Regions from separate parts of the Nothobranchius furzeri genome. Here region 2 is linked to region 1. A link is a contact called in public Micro-C data. All regions are on one chromosome and are shown on one strand. The core of a region is the stretch at or near the end of the contact, and the rest is flanking DNA. Distances in the headings are between cores, read along the strand shown.

Evidence for each region. Hi-C and Micro-C count contacts between places; a contact is called where the count stands out from the background.
Region 2: a Micro-C map of tail fin shows a contact between it and region 1, with 16 times the contacts expected there. The contact joins the promoter of LOC107394544 here to the enhancer-like site in region 1. A contact is called at or near these places in 2 of 2 Hi-C or Micro-C datasets (skeletal muscle and tail fin).

What each region holds. Positions count from the first base shown.
Region 1 is chr19:8,062,982-8,070,062 of NfurGRZ-RIMD1, reverse strand. It overlaps LOC107394547 (oxysterol-binding protein-related protein 10), which reads left to right. Exons shown (of 12, transcript XM_070547597.1): 6 at 1,570-1,700. Among protein-coding and RNA genes, the nearest start is that of LOC107394547, 77 kb to the left of the region's middle. Within about 2 kb of position 4,397, at least 1 of the 3 cell types and tissues checked has an H3K27ac peak or open chromatin away from gene starts, as enhancers often do. A contact at or near this core is called in tail fin, where this site is marked.
Region 2 is chr19:8,152,024-8,158,808 of NfurGRZ-RIMD1, reverse strand. LOC107394544 (transmembrane protein 42) reads right to left here and starts at 1,464. Exons shown (of 3, transcript XM_015973518.3): 1 at 1,128-1,464. The coding sequence starts at 1,304.

The sequences.
Region 1 (7,081 bases), core at 3,148-5,647:
TAGAGGAGAAAAGAACCAATCAGAGTTTGAAGCCAGTACTACAGGTAACAGTTGTATCTAAAAGGAGAAAACGTCCACAGCTGGGAGGAAAAGCATTAGATGTTTCGATCTGAAAAGTATTTGCATGGTGAGTACACATCTGGGGTTTCCCCTGGTTTTAAAAGTGAACGGTGCTAGAAGCGAGCGTTGGTGGTGGCCATCACATCGGTTTACTGTGCATGGCTTGTCTTCAATTGTCATCTAGAATCTTCTGGTGCTGATCCCTAACTTGAAAATCACGGAACGGGAATGAGAGTCTCCTTTGGTTTAAAAGAATGAACAGCTGTAATCAAACTTGACTATAGGATGTCATTCTCACTTTTCCCCTACATATTGCACCTTTAATTTTATTAAGCAAATTGAAATATTACAAAAACAAAATTGTGCATTTCACAAATCTTTTTCCATCACATATTTTTTGGGGGTAAAAAGAGTTTAGAAATGAATGTACTGTGATAGTCATAACTTAAGATCTTTAAAGCAGAAGTCCAGAGTTCTTTTGTCAGAAGACACCATCTAGAGGCAGAAAAATGTACTGCATCTTAAGCCCCTTTCCCTACTTCTGTGACAATAGCTGGAACCAAAGCCTCTATGTGCACTTCTAGCCAGCCAAAACATTGTTTTTTGGTTAACATTGTCTTGTTGTGCTCTTTATTCATACATATATTTATTAAAGTCTTCCTTGTCCATAATAATATTTTGCCAACTCTGCATCATTCTAGGGACTTCCTCAAATACGTGCACGCCCTGCGTTTGACAAAGCGAATGTCTAATGCTATTAGCTAATGATGAGTGGCGCTCAATTCAAATTGCATGGAACTCTAAGAGACAGGGAGCGAGCTTAGCTAAATAAATAAATTAACTTAATGCCTACATTACATCCCAGTCTAAGACCATTACCTTAACGGATTTCCCAAAACATCGTACATAATTCCTTAAAAACTCCGGTCAGCTGCTTTGAAGTAGATTCCTGTAATTTATTGATAATTTTTAAATCCATGTTCAAATTCATGCGAATGTCCCTTTCATCCATTGAAGCCCTTTTTTCAGTGCTCTCACATAATGTATCATTAGATTCCTGACTTTCTTTTGGATTGCATCAAATGCCTATTTCATCCCACCTTTTGATTCCTCTAGATTACTTTAGCAGCTGAGTGTAAATCTGATTTAGGCCACGAGCACACAGAAATATCTAGAAATGAAATCCTCAGCTTTTCCAGAGGTCTACCTTTTGCATTTCTGCTGAGGACTTAAATCCTGGAGGCCAGGAGCTGGAATGATTATTCCAGTATTTCTGTTGATACAAGATGGAGTTACTATCAAATCTGAAAGGACACAATTTCCTGTGTACCGAGCCCCGTCACTGTCTCGCCTGTAATGCTGAGCGTCAGAAGTAAACAGCAGATAGTGGCGTGAGTTTTCTCCATCGTCTCTTTGTGATCGCATCGACACAAAGCCAGGATCTAAATCCAAACCCGTTATTGTGGACTGAAAGCCGACAATCTCTGACGCAGCTTTGTGGTTTTTCAGATGGTGTTCCTGTGTGGACTGTACCAAAGTCACCTTCAGGCGAGCAACTGAAGAACGGCGGTCTGACTCCTCTTCGGTCAGCCGAGCCCTCCCCGGCCTTCAGGAAAAGGAGTCTGTCCCATGGTGCCGAGGTAAGAGATGCTATTTAGTGTTTGTGAAAGTGCTTTTAAAACGCCTAACTGCTGGTATTTGGCTGCCTGTAAAATAAATCATATGAAATCCTTTAAATTCATCCTAAATTGTGATTGAAGTCATCGTAGAAACACATTAGGATGACGAAGGTTTTTCTCTTCAAAGGTTGAGTTTCATCACCTTTGCTGAAGTCAAACCAGACATATTAATCAAAGCTCACCTTTTGTGATGTCGTGCGGGTCTCTGCTGCCTCTATTAACACTCAACATGAATAAAACCCATCCTCCCATTTTCTGTATGTGTTTGGTTTTAGGAATTTCGTGCCTTAAATAAGCTGTTTCAAAAAGTCCCTGTTTGTGATGTCACAAACGGGAAAATTAGCATAGAACCATCTCTCACTAATAAGAGAAAGCTGCTGCTGGATGAGCAGTGGCTCTACTCTGAGCCACTCCCAGATATCGAAATGAGCTTCTCAGCTAATAGCAGCCTGAGTTGTGGATAGGTGTGGGTGTGACCAGGTCCAGCCCTTGACAGTGACAGAGCCCTTAAACGGCTCATTCTGGAAGGAGCTGAAAATATCAAGAATAAAACTACTGAAATATCTTCACATGAGAAGGATTTAGTGCAGAGAACTTCGGAAACATGCTTTGTTATCCCCCTTAGAACTATTTAACTTAAAACTAATGCAAACGCTCTGATTTTTCAGGAAAGAACCGCCCTCTCGGAAAAATATGCACCACTCTACCGTGCACGCTCAGTTTACAAGTAGCTGCCGGCCTTACGCTCGCCACTTCTAGTGGTCATCTGAAATGCATTTCTCCAAATAGCATACCAGGTTTAGCTTACCTGTCGAGCAGCAAACTGGTGACAGAGGTGTCTGTGGAGAGCCCAACCTTCTCTAAAAGAGTCTCCCAAATTACATCTGGTATTATTTCCCACTTCGGGTGCCTTTCCCTTCTTATCGTAGGCGTGGACACTTATTTCTTGCGACTCTCAGCCATTTTCAAAAGAACTCTGAGAACGGAGATGTAGAACGAAAATAAACACGTGAAAACTAACCCGGGAGTGAAGAGCGAGCACGCATGACGGCCTTCACCAGAATGATTGACAGTTATGCAGACCAATGATCCACCCAGAAGAAAAGTATGTCCGCATTACCTTTAAGAACAATCGCCATGTAATATTCCCTTTAACTCACTTTGTTAGCCCTGGTCCCACCATTAAATGCCAGAGTGCATCAACAAGGGTTGGCTGCTTGTGCTTTGCTTCCCATTGGATGATTTTAATTTCTGTTTAATAAACTTGAAGGAAGGACTCTCCAAAGGAAAGATCGTGCACTGATGGCTCTCTTTCAAAGTTGTTTCCTGCAACCCTAACATCCCTAAAATTCGTCAAATATGGCAAACAAACACATTTTCTCACCATTGCTTCCTCTGAAATGACTTTGCTACGTTTCCAATGTTGATGCAGTCAGGATCTCTGCCCCTCCTCTCCTTCGGTCTCTCGCGTTCACACTCGGAAAGAGAAGCTCTCATCTCCTCTGAAAGTTTCAACAGAGCTGCTGTCAAATAAGTGGGTCACACGGCATGGAGGTGGTGCTGAGCTGGTCCCGGGAGGTCTTCAGAGACTCCTTTCTGGCTACAGCAGAAAGGGCCGTCTGGACACATCAGCAGGAAGTAACGGCAGGTGACTCAGGCTTGTTGTGTAGATCAGAGCAGGAGACAGTACTGTTGTGCTAATCTCCTTTTCTTAAAACTGTTAATACTAATATACCAAGTTTTGAGCCGTCGTAGGACGGATCACAGCAACAAGCACTGAGACGTATTCATCACTATGGAAATCTGTCAATATGCCATACACCGTCCTTTTTCTAAATAATTGATTTCTGCTAAATAAACAGAGACTCGTCATCCAGACCAGATGATCTTAACAAGCTGAATCAAAAACAGGAAATTTGTTCATTCTTAAAGATATTTTACATCCTAACTTTGTCGCAGGAGAAGCAAAAATTCTTCAAGAATCCACAGAAGTCGTCCTCGGGTTGAAATCTTGATGCATTTTATTCAAAACTCTTTTGTTTTGGATATAAATGTAACCAAATATAAGTACACATTCATTTTTCTTTTGAGTTTTCCTGACGGGAATCAAATATATCCTCGTTTGTCATCCTGTCTGCTGAACAGGAGGAAGATTAATGGTTGATAAATCTTCCCTTTCACCACCACGCCTGCTCCTAACATCCTTTTTGTCAAAAGGTTAAACTAATTACCAGAGTCCCGTTGAACGCTCGCGTCACATCCCATAATGAGCTGACAGTCCTGTCAAGCTAACCACAAAATAAATGACCGGAGGCAGAAAGAGGGAGCTTTTCTACTCGTTGTGGGCTGAGAAACGAGTAGAAACGTGAGCTTTCTGTCTGAACGACATGAAATACTGCTGCATGAACGGGCTAGCGTTAGCTTCACTTTTAGCTAACTACATCAAACGGCAACAGGAAAGACTAGAGTTTGTTGTTGATGTGGGTAAATTACAGCAAAGGGATTCCAGAAAACATAAATTTGGGAAACAATCTAGCTAACTTTGTTAAATTTGCATTAGCATACTGATACCAACGGTTACAAATATCTAAATCTGAGCAGAAGTATTGGAATAATTCACATCAAGTGTGGAAGATTTTAAGGAAAGGCGAGTTTGCCATCTTGTGGTGGAGAGACGTACTGCAGCATTCTGGGTCAGGAAGTATGGGATTACATCCCAGAGTTCCAATACATCAATGTTAATAATTTTAAAGACGTTTTTCGCACAGCTTTTTCCTCTGCTGCTTCCATAAAGGAACTCTACAGATCAAGGTCAGTTTTAGATCACTTTGGTTGTTTGTAAGTAGCAGCATAAATACAGAAGCCCATTATCCTGGATGATAAAAGGCTTCACGTGTGAGTTATGAAACACCGCTGTGGCCATTTGCATTCAGGCTCCGTTTGCAGCCAACAGGAGGGGAATCCGACGCGTGACTCCGGGTGGAAGTGAAGAGGAAATTGCTGCTGCTTGCAGAAATCTGTCAGAATGTTGCAGATGCATTGAGCCACGTGAATGTACTTACTGGGTTGGTCTGAAATCAGCTGCCTCTACAGAGGGATGTGAAGGTTTGGGGAGCCTTGTTAATCCTCATGATTTTCCTGTATAAATCGTTAGTTGTTATGACTAAACTTTCAGGTAAACATATCATAAAGGAGAAGTCCATAATTGAGAAGTGAAATGAAGTTTATAGGATTTACAGAAAGTGTGTTTAGTTTAAACAAAATTAGGCAGGTGCATACATGTGGGCACTGAGCTCATTTTATTGGTCCCAAAACATTTAGAACTAATAATTGGAACTCAGAATTGGTTTGGTAAGCCCAGTGACCCTTGACCTCCACACACAGTGAATCTAATTATGAGAGAATATTTAAGGGGGCCGGCAGAAAGTCGGGCTCGTTCCCAGTGAGAGTTGGACTCCGCCAAGGCTTCCCTTTGTCACAGATTCTGTTCATAACCGTTATGGACATGATTTCTAGGTGCAGCCAAGGTGTGGAGGGCATCCTTTTTGGTGGCCTGAGGATCAGGTCTCTGCTTTTTGCTGATGATGTGGTCCTGTTGGCTTCATCAGAACGTGATCTTCAGCTTTCACTGGAGCGGTTTGCAGCCGAGTGTGAAGCGGCTGGGATGAGAATCGGCTCCTCTAAATCTGAGACCATGGTCTTGATTCGGAAAAGGGTAGAATGCCTTCTCCGGGTCAGGGATGAGGTCCTGCCCCAAGTGGAGGAGTTTAAGTATCTCGGCGTCTTGTTCACGAGTGAGGGAAAACTGGAGCGTGAGATCGATAGGTGGATTGGTGCTGCATCTGCAGTGATGTGGGCGTTGTACCGGTCTGTCGTGGTGAAGAGAGAGCTGAGTCAGAAGGCGAAGCTCTCGATTTACCGGTCAATCTACGTTCCTACCCTCACCTATGGTCACGAGCTTTGGGTAGTGACCGAAAGAACAAGATCGCGGATACAAGCGGCTGAAATGAGTTTTCTCAGAAGAGTGGCTGGGCTCCCTTAGAGACAGGGTGAGAAGTCCGGTCATCCGGGAGGGGCTCGGAGTAGATTCGCTGCTCCACATCGAGAGGAGCCAGTTGAGGTGGCTCGGGTATCTGTTCAAGATGCCTCCTGGACGCCTCCCTGGTGAGGTTTTCCGGGCACGTCCAGCCGGGAGGAGACCTAAAGGTAGACCCAGGACACGCTGGAGGGACTATGTCTCCCACCTGGCCAGGGAACGCCTTGGGATTCCCCCGGAGGAGCTGGCCCAAGTAGCTGGGGGGAGGGAAGTCTGGGCCTCTCGACTTACTGCCCCCGCGACCTGACTCCGGATAAGCGGATGAAAATGGATGGATGGAAGGATTTTTAAGGGGGCCAATTGTAAGTTTCCTTCCTCTGCATATCCTCTGAAGAGTAGCAGCATGGGGGTCTCAGAGCAACTCTCACATGTTCTTAAAACAAAGATTGTTCACCATCATAGCTTAAGGGAAGGATCCAGAAAGCTGTCTCAGAGAATTCAGCTGTCTGTTTCCACAGGTAGGAACATGTAATGTCCAGAAATGGTCAGTTTTCATGTACAGTTGGACCCCTTCAGTATTTGGACATATGGAGACAGGAGTCTACATTTGTGGCCTTTAATCTGCCAGATCCTTCCATTCCATCAGCTGGAGTCCGGGCTTCTCTGCAGCTCGGAATACATGATAACATATTGTCAACAAACCATTCCCTTCTCAAGCTCCTTCTGTGTCAAGCCTGCCTGGTTAGCTAGGCCGGACTGGACTGTTATGCGAGTGTCTGTTTTCAGCTTATGTGTTAATCAATCGGGACATGGAAAGAACAAATGTTATATGAAATGATTAATAGCAAGATTCCTTAAGAATCCGTTCGAGACGCAAACTAGTTTCAGCCTGTCGTGACCTGGAGGCGACTCTGGACTGACCTGGTCGTACTGCGGTTTTCCTACGAACTTCAGTACCTTGGGGCCACCCGACCCCCCGACATCTCAGATCCAAAAGAGAGTCTCCACTTGGGGTATGTATACATGACCGATAGCGTCTGATGCCTTTTTGATAAGAACCAACTTCATTGTTAATGCAAACCAATTCTTTTGACACCCAGAACTCAGTTCTTCTAGATACGAAAGTTCTGATAACCTCACATTCACATATAGTTACCATACATCACATTCCACCCTCCTAGATCCATCCATCACAGTAATATTAGTTAACTTGTCGTGTTTTAATTGTTTGGAAAATAAATTCATACTTTTTTATAAACCTGACTCTCTTCTTGAGTCAATACAAAGTGTTCTACAATCCCTGAAT
Region 2 (6,785 bases), core at 215-2,714, 92 kb before region 1:
AAATGGTCTTACAAAAGTAGTTTATATGAGGATGGAAGATAAAAAGAAGAAGGTTGAGGACAGAGCTATTTTTCAATAGATTTACAAGTCCCCACCAATGTCAAGAGGAAATCTACGCTATTCATCTACTTATCGACTTGCTGTGTATGACTCATCTTCGCTCGTCATCTAGAATATTCCAGCTCTGATCCATAACTGGCAATAACCATGAATCTCACGGAACAGCGGTGAGGAAGTCACAAATTTAGTTTAGAAAATGGACAGCAGTACCCAAATGTAACCACAGGGTGTCACCCTTTCTTCACATAATGCACTTTTAATGTTGCACAACACATTTGAATTTTACTCCGAGTTACATGATCCACATTTACATGTACTGCAGCTCCATCAAATTAAACAAAAACTTCAAAATAAAAGCGTTACATAAAACATTAAATGTCAATGAAACTCCTAAAAACATAACCGACAAGATGCTTATTTAAATTTTACATGGTCTTGGACTATTTAGAAAGTGACACCACAAATGTAATTGCATTAATGTGTTCCCTTTTCTTTTTTCTAAATACTAATGCTGAATTAACCAACAACCTCCTTAAAATGTATTGATTCAGTTTTTAATGTAATCTGGGTTTAACTGTGTTTTAAAACTTGCTGCTATATGTCTGCCTTTTACAAGAAGATTGCTAATCTATGAAAACTTCCTGGTAGATAAAAAAATAATAATAGAAATAATGTTCCCCAGTTTGATGTGACCTTAATAGAGAAGGATACCCTATAGGGTTGATCCTTTTCTAATTCATCCTCTGAAAACAGACCAGCTCAAATGTTATGACGCATCCAACCCTTCTCGTGCGTATTAATCATAAGCTTACCTGTTTCTAAGCTTTAATTGTCAATCTGCGGCAGCAAGGAGGCTCACATAAGCACGGACTCGCTATAACTAAAAAAGTAACGCGATACATCACGGAGCTGTGGCGTCCTTCAGCACGCGGACACATCCACGAGCGCCGCACGAGCTCCTGTGATGCTGATGCTGAGGGAGTCAGGGGGGATTGGGACGGCGGGGGGAGGACAACATCCGCAACCTCACCCCCCAGACGTGGAGACGGTGCTCATCTTTCACTCACCCGGTCACACGCTGTAGTTTCGTCCGCTTGACGAAATTTCCGCTGCTCTCCCCACGTCCGGAGTCCGGTTTCACAGACTCCCTTCAGGTAGTCCGCTCCGAGGGACAGCTTGGCCGACGACGACGCCACGGCTCCGAGGAAGCCTGCCAGTAATGCATAGATGACTCCCGGGAACATGATGGAGACGGCAGTCGACGCACATTATCCTCTAATCCGCGTGATTTATTTTACATTTTTGCTGCTGCTGTGGACGGTCCTGTGTTGAGCTGCCGATGTGTGCGTGTGCGCGTGATCGCATTTTCCTGCACTTGTGCTGCGTGACACGTCCGGAGGCAGTCACGCAGCACAGTCGCTGTGGCATTCTGGGAATTGTAGTTTCACATTCCAAACCCGTCTTTTAAAAGGGACGTTTTATCTTAAGTTATAATAGTTCAGTGGTCAACACCAAACATGTTCATGAAGGCCTCTGCACTAAATCCATCCAACGAAAAGCAATTTTAATAATAAAATAGCTGAAACACCCACGGCCACCACTCCCCCCTTCTGGTTGGGTCCCTGGAACAAAGACAAATAAAGCTATAACCGCTTTGCCTTATACGCTCTGAATCAAACACAAACTGCACTTGAAGTTAAATTAAAAGTATGAAAACATTTTTATTTGGTTTGTATACCTGGTGGAACATCAGTAGCCAGTGATGGATGTAATTAAGTACAAGTAAAAACAGAGCTCATACTTTGCTACTTTAAGTAACTTTATGAGATTAATTTTTACTTTTACTCCACTACAATTTCTAAAAAGTTTCAAAAATAAAGGTACTTTTATTTGAGTTACGTTTCTGGGGGAAGGCCAGGTTATTGCACGTTTTTTGCTCAAACTAGCAAAATGTTAATCTGATCATTTGATGTTTATACCTATGTTGATATTTAAGACGGTATATTTTGCGTAAAACTTAGACATTGTGATTATATTGTGGGTTTCTTAACCTAAAAAATTAAAATAATTTCTGTTACATCAATATGTACAGTAGCATTTGTTAAATAATAATCAAACACAGCGACTGTTATTTATTGAAATGTCATAGCATTCATTATCTTCCAGGTCCCTTTGAGGGCAACCTTAATGCCTCAGTGAGTTTGATGCTCCTGTCCTAGAATATGAAGTCGAGTGATTGGCTCCCTCTGGAACTGCATGGTTCCTGGACTGATTTAAAAAAAATCTGAAATATTAAAGCTAACTTCCTTTTACCTGTCTGCAGGAGACAAACAGAAGATACATTTAATCGTGCACCTATGTTTATGTTTATTTAGCAGACGCTTTTATCCAAAGCGACTTACAATTTATAACCTACAGGGCATGCTGGGATCTGTGGGGGAAACCGGAATACCCAGAAGAAACCCACGCATGCATGGGGAGAACACGCAACTCCACGCAGAAAGGCCGCAGCCAAGTTTCAAACCTGCGACCTTCGTGCTGCGAGGCAACAGTGCTAACCACAGGGCCACCATGCAGTGCACCTGGTCTGAATCATTCATCTGTGTTTGTCTTGCTTGTCTTCTGTCCTACTAAAAAGTCAAATAAGATTCATTTCATTTCATTTATTTAAGCTACATTGTAATATGATAGAATATTTTCCCATGTGTCACATGACCCTCTTCTCTTCCTATTGAAAAAAACTAAAGTTGGATCCAAGATGGCCAACTTCGAAATGGCCACCATGGTCACTACGCATCTTGAAAAGTTTGCCCCCTCACATATACTAAAGTGCCACAACCAGGACGTTAATATCACCAACCATTCCCATTTTATTAAGGTGCATCCATATAAATATAAACAGGCCCACCCTGTACAACCACCATTGCCTGAGAGTCATGCTGTATTTTCCACCCAGTAGATGTCGCTGGTGTCCTGTAATGGGGTTTCTGCAAGCTACACAAGATGTATAACTTCTATTACTGTAGAAATAATACAAATCATGCATATTGTCTGTTTGTTGCAATCTACATAGAAAAAATTCAGACCTCAATTTATCTGTTTGTTTATTTTAAGAGATTTTAAAGGAAACTAGAATCAGAGTTATAAAGGAACATTTTTCTAGGAATTTATCTGCAATCATTTTTCCCCCTAATGTCTGAAAGGATGTAATAAAATGGAAAGCAACGACAATCCAGAAGACAAACAAATTGTGTCAGCTTGCTTCAAGGGGGTGCTTGTCCTCGGCCCTCCACATTATGACACCATTATCTTTCTGGAGTGAGCTGAGCAGAAAACGTCAAATCAAGTGGCGCTATTAGCTGTTATCTCCTCACTTGGAGTTTCCTGCCCAGGGCTCCTGTGACAAACACAAGTGTCAAGTCGGAGCACTAATTAGGACTCTTCTGCTCCTGCTCAATTGAGCGATAATTGAACCCATGCACGGAGAGCTTTCGTGACATTTCAGCTTAAGGTCTGTCACTGCCTTCCCATATCTGTGCCCTCCTTTTTGCTCTTGTTCTCCACGATGATCTTAAGACTCTTCCAGACTGTGGGTTGATTAGTGTGATGACATTTCTGACCTTTAACCTGTTACACTGCCTTTCCAAAGGCAGTTTAAAAGTACAGACTAAAAGTTTTAAATCCTCCGTTGTTTACTAAAAATTCCAGTCTTAGTAGAAAAAGATTATTAGAAAAAAATAAAATAAACAAACACCTCTGCGAGAAGAATCTCAATGCTCATTCATTTTGTTAACAGAACATTTTTAATGATTTATTTAAGGAAATTTTGCATTGCTTTTGACTCATTCTTTTCAGGTTCGTTAACAGCTATGCTAACTCTGCACAGGTTGCCAGTCCTTAACAAACCAACAAAGAGAGACACATGAGACTAACAGCCTGCACTGAGACAGGCCATGAGTACACATAGCCGGGCTTTTGTGAAACCAAATATCTTTCCCTATCTAGGAAAAAACATTGGTGTACACCACCTCGTTTTCAGCAAAATAAATAAATAAATAAATAAAAATAATCCAGTGCAATGTGAAGCGCGTTCAAATCCATACCCGGCCTGTAGGTGGCAGTAGCTCCCAAAATCATTGGTGTCTTGGCTGAAAAAAATTCCTTGGATGTGTAACTAGATGGCAGGCAATAACCATCCTTAAAGGTGCAATATGTAAGAATATAGTGAGAATTTTACAGTGATAAAATCCCAAGAGCCTAAAGTTTCAGTTATTTTAGAAGAAAGGTTATACTGGAAGATGTTTCATATCCAGCTGGCTGCACGGGTTGTCTTTCAAAACAAAGGAAGGAGGGATGTAACTACTGCTTACCATCAGTGAGTGTGGGGGTGCTGTGTCTCCTGTGAGCTAATACTGCAGCACCGACAATTGTAATTTCATCACGGCCGGCAAAAAACTCCAGGGTTGTTTAAAGTGGTTGCAGTAACCACATTTTAATTTATCATTTTTACTACTTTTCTTTATAACTCACCTTTAAAAAGCAAGTTACCCCAAAATCAATGTTTTTTGCTGATAAATCAAATAAATGAGTATTTGACAGTGTTGTAAGTGTAGTCATTATTTTAGTTCAACTTAAAACTGTCAGTTTGGTGCCTTCTTTTGGTTAAAACTCAGCACTACATTTTAATAGGCTAATGCCATATGATGTCAGCTGCACTGCTGCTGTGGCTTATGAAATCAGCCACATCTCTGGCTCGGCTGCTCTGTAGTGAGTTGGAGTTAGAACTGGATTTGCAAACTATCGTTTACAGCTCAACACCAGTGGCCTCGATCAACTCACGAGCCATCAGTTTGAAACAATATGGCTCAGGGCTAATCACCTCATCCAGAATACCTTCCTCCCTTCCCTCTGTGCTTTGGGGATGGAGGTGGAGAGAAATCCTTCACCTCAAAGACTGCTGTGAAGCGAAGGAGCTAGCTCCATTGTAAGGGACTAGAAAGTAAGCCATACTTTGTCCGCTCAAGCGAGGTGTTTGTGCTTATGTTTGTGTGTGCATGTGTAAGTACATACATGGGTCTATGTTTGTGTGTGTACGTGCATGTTTGTTAGCAGTTCAATTCTCCGATGGCTGAATCTCGGAGTGACACAGGGGGTTGGGTGTGTGTATGGGGTGCAGTCTGTCACACACTTCCGTAGCGCCGCCCTCTCGGTCCACCAGGCATCACTCCTTGTGGCACATTTTTCAAACAGGAAATGTGGGTGGAGAAAGACTGGTAGGGGGGTGACTTGGTCTTTAACATTGCCATTTGCCTGTGTGCTTCTACATAGAGCAGTAACTGAGCTTGTAAAAACAATTAAGTGAGTTCAAACACACGTGATATCAGAGCAATTTTGTTGCAGGCTTTGACATATCGAAACGTAAAATCCTGGTTATTTAAATCCACAAGGAAATTCCGAAAATGGAGAATTTGCAATTCTCCACCTTGGTTAAAGTTTTTGAAAGAATCATTGTTGGTCCTATTTATTTTCACTTTCATGTATATGACAGGACAAACCGTAAGAAAATATCTTTGTTTTGTGAGATATCTGGTTAAGTGTGTACAGGGCCTTAAATCTGTAACATTTTACTTTGTTTTACTGTATTACTAAGTACTTTACACCAAGCAGCTCTTTTAAATATTTCTAACAATAAAGAACTAAAAAAAAATTACACAATTATTTTTCTGAACAATATTCACTTCATGTTCCTAACCAAGTCATGGTGCAACGAGGATGAGAAACAGCGTCAAAATGAAATGAGAAAGACCGATGTTTGCCTTTTTACTAATCTGTTTTTCTATTTGACTATAAAATAATTTTTTGACAGAAACAACCGTGAATAAATAAATAACTGCGATTGCTGTCATGGTCTGCGTCTGCGTCTCCCCTCATGTGTCTCCTTGTGTTCTCCATCGCTCTCCTCCTTTTGTGTCTCCTAGCGCCCTCATGTGTCCTTTGTCTGCGTCTCATTTATGTGTCTCTTTGTGTTCTTCATGTAGCTCCAGCCCTTTTTGTCCCCAGCTCCCTCCTGGTTTTCTTCATGTCTCTTAGTCTCCCCACCTTAGTTTCTATAGGTCTTTTATTTCAGTTGTGTGTGTGTGTGTCCTTCCCCAGCTCGAGTGTGTGTGTGTGTGTGTGCGTGCGGGCGTGTGCGCGTGCGTGCGTGTGCGTGTGTGTGTGTGTCCTTCCCCAGTCAGGTCTGGTGTCCTCCCCTGCTCCTTTTTGCTCCTCCTCTCAGTTATTGTTTTCTCCTGTGCCAGTTCTCCTCACACCTGCTCCTCGTCTCCTATCACTCCAGCTCCAGTGTATAAAACCCTGTCCTTGTCTTAGTGTTGTTGTCGGTCCAATGTTGTATTCTGTCAGTCTTCTAGTTTTTGGATCTCTAGTTCAGTGTTTGAACATTTTTGGATTTTGGCTTCCAGCCTTTTGGATTTATTTTATTTTTGGTTCATCCTTAATAAAGGATTTTTCTTAATCTTCACTCCTGCCTCGTGTCATCCTGGGTATCTGCATTTTGGGCCCTAACCATCTCCTTGCTCGCATCATGACAATTGCGTTCAACAGTCTGTTCTGTAGATTTGCTATAACAGCTTTAAAGGGGACAAAGAAACTAAACCAACGTTTTCTTTGTGAATAAAGACAGCTTGGGTTGCCAAAAAGTCAAAGCTGTGTGTGAACTAACTTTA